Regions from separate parts of the Mus musculus genome. Here region 1 is linked to region 2. Evidence: chromatin contacts called from public HiChIP or PLAC-seq data. All regions are on one chromosome and are shown on one strand. The core of a region is the stretch at or near the end of the contact, and the rest is flanking DNA. Distances in the headings are between cores, read along the strand shown.

Evidence for each region. HiChIP or PLAC-seq counts read pairs in DNA pulled down with a chosen protein or histone mark.
Region 1: an H3K4me3 HiChIP or PLAC-seq map of embryonic stem cells shows a contact between it and region 2, with 27 read pairs. The contact joins two enhancer-like sites. A contact is called at or near these places in 1 of 484 Hi-C or Micro-C datasets (bone marrow-derived macrophages) and 2 of 115 datasets of contacts at active chromatin or transcription factors (both in embryonic stem cells).

Annotation. Positions count from the first base shown.
Region 1 is chr15:101,081,012-101,083,883 of GRCm38.p6, forward strand. No RefSeq gene overlaps it. Among named protein-coding and RNA genes, the nearest start is that of Gm41402, 21 kb to the right of the region's middle. Within about 2 kb of position 1,435, at least 26 of the 459 cell types and tissues checked have an H3K27ac peak or open chromatin away from gene starts, as enhancers often do. A contact at or near this core is called in embryonic stem cells, where this site is marked.
Region 2 is chr15:100,788,978-100,791,898 of GRCm38.p6, forward strand. It overlaps Slc4a8 (solute carrier family 4 (anion exchanger), member 8), which reads left to right. Exons shown (of 25, transcript NM_021530.2): 8 at 33-190; 9 at 858-945; 10 at 1,929-2,075; 11 at 2,620-2,720. Among named protein-coding and RNA genes, the nearest start is that of Gm52175, 25 kb to the left of the region's middle. Within about 2 kb of position 1,449, at least 6 of the 459 cell types and tissues checked have an H3K27ac peak or open chromatin away from gene starts, as enhancers often do. A contact at or near this core is called in embryonic stem cells, where this site is marked.

The sequences.
Region 1 (2,872 bases), core at 185-2,684, 290 kb after region 2:
ATATCTAGGAGAGGGTGGGGTACCTCTTGGCCCAGAGATGGGTGTCAAGTACTTTCCAAAACCACACAGGATGCCTCCCACCCACTGGAAGGCCTTTAGAGGGAGGGAGCAGGACTCAGGGCGGCAGAAGGAGCCAGACCCAGAGAATCCAGGAGCAGGTGGGGCAAGGAAAGAAATAAAGGGCCCCAGGGAAGCATGGGTGGACAGAGGAAGCAGAAAGAAATGGAAAGGAGGAAGAGGAAAGGGCGGGCGGGAGTTCCCTTTCTCAGTGCTCTTCTGCTGGCCCCTTAGGAGTCACCATGGGCAGGAAAGGAAGGAAGCATGTCCTGCCCCAAAGGACAGGGAATATGCCCAGAGGACACCACACCCCACCAGCCGCAGTCGGAACTTGCCACTGGCTGGTCTCAGGCTGCCCTGGCTACAAATCTAAGTGCCAGCCTTTTGGGATTTGAGGTTCAGCCATCAAGGCCCAGCTGGCAAAGTCTCCTCCATTGCCAAAACTCTCCTACCCGTGACCCACCCGCCATCCCAGACCCTCCCACCCATGCCTTACCCCACTGCTGTTTTTAAACTTTCACCAGTGCTCTCCCCACCCCAACACACACTCCTGCTTCAGGCTGGGTGGGGGCCAGCACCCCCTCAGCCAGCCTGAGAGTTTCTGGGAATATCTGGGAATTAGAAAATGCACTCTACTTTCCTATAGCCTCTAGGTTGGGCCATTGGAGAGGTGTCCCTATTTCACCTCCACATGCCTAACTCAGAGGGACTCCAGCACCCCACACTCAGAATCCTCAATTTACTTGAGTACAGCTGTTGCTATGTAAACAGAGGTCCCCCACCCCCATCCTACAGCACAGCCTTTGCACCAGCCACTTGAATTGACCCCACTTTTTATCTCTAGTCCCACAGAACTCAGTCGCATCCACGCTATTTGAATACTTCCAAATCTGAGCCGAGAATCTCATTTCCCTACTCCTATTCAACCTTCAGAACCCAACTCAGCTGAGCTTGTGGGATCCTGCGATTGGGTCAGTAACTCCAAACCAGTCCTCCTCTAAGGTCTTTTCTCTGGAAGGTTCTACACACTGAGCCAGATCTCTGCTTTCATGAGCGTCCCTCTCACTCACTCCCCCACCCCTACCTCCCATCCCCCACGCCGTCCACCCCCTGCCCCCACCCCACCCCCACCCTTGTCCATTCAAAGGCAGGACCCACCCCTGCAGGACCCACACCCTCTTAACAGGCCAGTCCCTGGAGACCTACAGGAAGTCTCTCCTCTCTTACAAAGTTTACAAACCCAGGACAGGGTGGGGAATTAGAAAACCAGTTTGCATGGAAGGTCCCTTGCCCCTGCTTTGCCCTCTGGGGCTGGGCCTGATCGGAAAGTCTCAGTACATCTGGTTGTACTTAAGTCAACTAGTAATGTAGTGGATTGTGCCTCCTGCTCAGCCTCCTCCCTTCTAACCCGGCCCTCTGCTCCCTCCTCCAGCCTCAGAGGGGAGGGGCTTAGCAAAGCCCAAGAGGTTGAACCCAACCCTACCAGAGCTGTGGTGCCATGGTACTGTGGTTCTGAGGTGCTGTGGTGCCATGGGACCGTGGGACTGTGGTGTCGTAGTGCCAATGTGCTCCCTGGGCCACAACAGAGCCCTCCAGGCCCTGCATACGTTGCTCACTTGGACCAGCTCTAGCCCCGCTCTCATCTACAATAGTACAACACCAAGAAAACAGCTGATCCTGAATCAGCTTCAAAGTACAACGACAAGAAAACAGCTGATCCTGAGTCAACTTCAGCTGTCAGTCATTTCCCAGAAGCCTTTGCAAAATATTGAAGGGTAACAGAGAAGAGCCTAAATAGGTAGTGTGTGTCTGTAACCCCAGCTACTCCAGAGACAGAGGCAGGAGGATTGCTTAAGTCCTAGAGCTTGAGACCAACCTGAGCAGCATAGTGAGACCCTGTTGCAAAAAAAATAAGAGAGAGGGTCTTGGGAAAATAAATAAAGAACAGAGTGGACTCACCAAGATGGGCCTCAAAAGACTCCAGATTCTAGTAGAGAGCACCTACGGGTCCGGCCAGAGAAGAGGATGCAGCAAGAGGGGAAGAGGCAGACAGTACAAGAAGTCAGATCTGTGCATGACTATAACCTCAATACGGCAGAGGCAGAGGCAGAGGAGGCAGAGGCAGAGGAGGCAGAGGCAGAGGAGGCAGAGGCAGAGGAGGCAGAGGCAGAGGAGGCAGAGGCAGAGGAGGCAGAGGCAGAGGAGGCAGAGGCAGAGGAGGCAGAGGCAGAGGAGGCAGAGGCAGAGGCAGAGGCAGAGGCAGAGGCAGAGGCAGAGGCAGGAGGATCACTACAAATTCACGTCAGTCTTATGTACAAACATAATCAGTCTACAAAGAGTGTCTCAAGGAAGCAGTAGAAGTGCAGCTATGGTGTAATGACCAAGACTTGGGGTGCAGTAAAGGTTGCAGTCCCCTTACCTGGTGCTGGTGTTCAAACAAAACGGTGTGTAGAAGCACTTTGGAAAGAGCTGAGTGGCCACCATTATCAGACTCAAAGTTCCCTATCTGCTGCTCTGCTTAGCCTAGGTTGACTTGAAACTCACTCAGCAGTCCAGGCTAGCCTTCATGCATCATGCATCAACACACACACATCCACACACACACACACACAGTTTGGTTGCACAAGTAATTTTAAAAGTCTCATAAAAATCAGGAGATGTTAATAAACACAAAAGTTAAAAATTAAAATTCAAACACCTTTAATCCCATTACCCAAAAGTAAACTATGGTCATTTTTTGTAGCTGCCAAACATGTGGGTGTGTATGTGTGTGTCCATGCTTGTGAACATACATATGTGTAGAGAGACTGACTGT
Region 2 (2,921 bases), core at 199-2,698:
CAAATCACCTGAAGGTTCTTGTGCGTTTCTAGGTGGATCTTCACTTCATGAAAAAAATTCCCACGGGGGCAGAGGCCTCCAATGTCCTGGTGGGAGAGGTGGATACGCTGGACCGGCCCATCGTGGCCTTCGTGAGGCTCTCCCCGGCTGTGCTGCTCTCTGGCCTGACGGAAGTGCCCATCCCAACGAGGTAACGTGGGGATAGGCTGAGGGCAGCCTACTCAAAGCAGACTTGTGTGAGTGCTGGCGCTGGAAAGTAGTTATCCCTAAAGTTAGGGTCAGCTGCATGGAGAGACGCGTCAGGATTCCTCGGAGCTGTGGGAGCAGGCGGGCAAGTGACACGGGAGGCCTCAGGCTCTCTCCTAGTCAGAGAGCAGTCTCCAGGGAACCGGCTCTGGGCAGAGGTACTGGTGTCTTTCCATAGCGCTGGTGGGACTTGGCCATAGGTGGTGGCGTGGTAATTCGGAGCTCAGTAACTGTAGCGTTCAGATGCTCCTTCCAGGGCGCTCCTCAGCTTCCTCACCCTGCTCTTCCCTATTTTCTTATTAGAACAATGAATGGGACCTAGATGTAACCCTGGATTTACACAACGCCGTGTTTTGAAAAGACATCCTTCCGGTAGCTAGAAATCGTGTCTATGGTAACTCTAAGAAATGTAGCCAGTTATTGAATAATGTCTCATAAATAGCTCCAAATGGTGTTTGGCCATAACAAGGTGACATCTAGCTACAGGGTAGTTCTTTCCTTGAAGGCACAGGGACAGTGTGTTAGCAGGGAAAGAGCTTTGCTGTTTGGAGAAGGTAAAACGCCAGCCTCTGTCCTTGCTTACAGAGCTCCTTCTTTGTGTGTTCTGGCAGGTTTTTGTTTATCTTACTGGGCCCAGTGGGAAAAGGGCAGCAGTACCATGAGATTGGCAGGTCCATGGCCACCATCATGACGGACGAGGTACATGCCGCCGCTGCCCTCCTCATTCTCTCGTAAATGCTGAGTGCTCACTCTCTCCCAGAAACTGAATGCGTTGTTGGGATAAAATGATGGTTGTCACAGTGTCTGCTGGGAGCAGTTCAAGGACCGTTTCTGAGAGCCAATGAAGAGTGAGGCAAGCCCCCGGGAGGTCTTTCTTGCTGTTCTATCTCTTTGCTTTCCAGCTTCTTACTGTGTAGCCCAGGCTGGCCTCGAACACCCAGTGCTGGGATTGTAAGCATTTAGCACTATGGCCACTTAACTCTCCCCTTTTCAAGGAATTAAAGATGCAGAAAATCAAAGTAGAATGTGTAGACTTTGTGTTTAATGTCACTTGTGAAACCTGAGTTAACCTTCCTGAGACTATGGCTAATTAAATACATTGATGTCATTTGCATAAGGAAATACTTCTATTCCATGGAAACAAGACGAGTCTGCGTAGGGTCAGGACATGCCCTTACATGTCACGTGTAAGCTGTGGCTTGCTGTCCCACACCGTTGCTCTGTGCTGTAGAGTTTCCCTGGTGCACGTCTCAGTGGGCACAGGCAAGCGTGGGCTGTTTGATCTTTGATTCTTTCACAGAAGTGTTCACTAGGGAGCCCTTCTAGATTCAAACACACTCCCAGAATCTCTGTGAATCTTGCCTCTCCAGTGGAGATTGTCTCACTCTCTAGCCCAGGTTGGCCCTCAGCTTGGCAGTCCCCCTCCCCTAGCCTCTGGAGCGGGTGGCTTTACAGGTGTACACCTGCACACCGAGCTTGGGTTCCTCTGAAAACTCCACGTACTTCGATAAGCGCCAAGTTTTATCTCTTAGATACCCACGGCAGGGATAAAAACTGAGAGGCTGTGTCCCTGCTCATTGGAGTGTGTGTGTGTGTGTGTGTGTGTGTGCGCGCGCGCGCGCACGCGTGCCCGTTGGAGGTGAAGGAATTCTGAGACTTCCTAAGTTCTTTCCTCTCTCTAGATTTTTCATGATGTGGCATATAAAGCAAAGGAACGCGATGACCTCCTGGCAGGGATTGACGAGTTCCTGGACCAGGTGACGGTGCTTCCGCCAGGGGAGTGGGACCCATCTATTAGAATTGAGCCACCCAAGAATGTCCCTTCCCAGGTAATGAATGCATGTAAGATAGTGGTGGCTGCTGTCGGGGGGCTCCTGAAAGTCAGAATAGGAGCAACAAGCTAAGCCACAGTAGCATAGGCCCGCTCAGGTGTGCTGGGGAGGACAGAGGGGGAGGGGGAGGGTCAGATGGTTCCCTGTCAGACTGGACTGGACCAGAGCTCCTGTGTGTGCTAGGCTGAGGCTGGGCATTTTACCCACGGGAATTTGCTCTTCCGAGGCGCTCCCCTCCCCCGGGCGCTCTGACCTCTAGTTTACAGGAGAATTAACTGACCTTCTAGGGCAAGATTTTAAAGGAGGTTACATCGAAGCACACTGGAAACTGCAATTTAGGTCAGATTCTGTTGGGGGAGTCGTTTGGTTTATATAAATACATACATCTCTCCCCCCCCCCCCCGAAGTCACCTGTGTCAAATCCACAAATCTATTTGGAAATCACAAACATTTTAATGTTGTTCTGGCTTTTGTGTTATCCTGTTGCCACCAAGGACAAAGAGGGGCTGACTGGACTCATTTTATTTCCTTTTGTCAAAAGGAAAAAAGGAAAATGCCCGGTGTTCCAAACGGAAACGTTTGCCACATAGAACCAGAGCCACATGGGGGGCACAGTGGGCCAGAACTGGAGCGGACTGGGCGGTAAGTTCTGGGACATTGCGTCCTGGGTGCCACGCACCGGCAGACACAGCTAAGGAAAGAGGCGTCCTCTGTCTCTAACATCCTGGGTAGAAGTTTATTGACCATGGTTGACGTTCACACGAGACCATCTACTGTACATTAACATGAATGTGTCCAATATCATATTCATTCTACTTTTTTGAACTATTTGCTAAGTTCTGT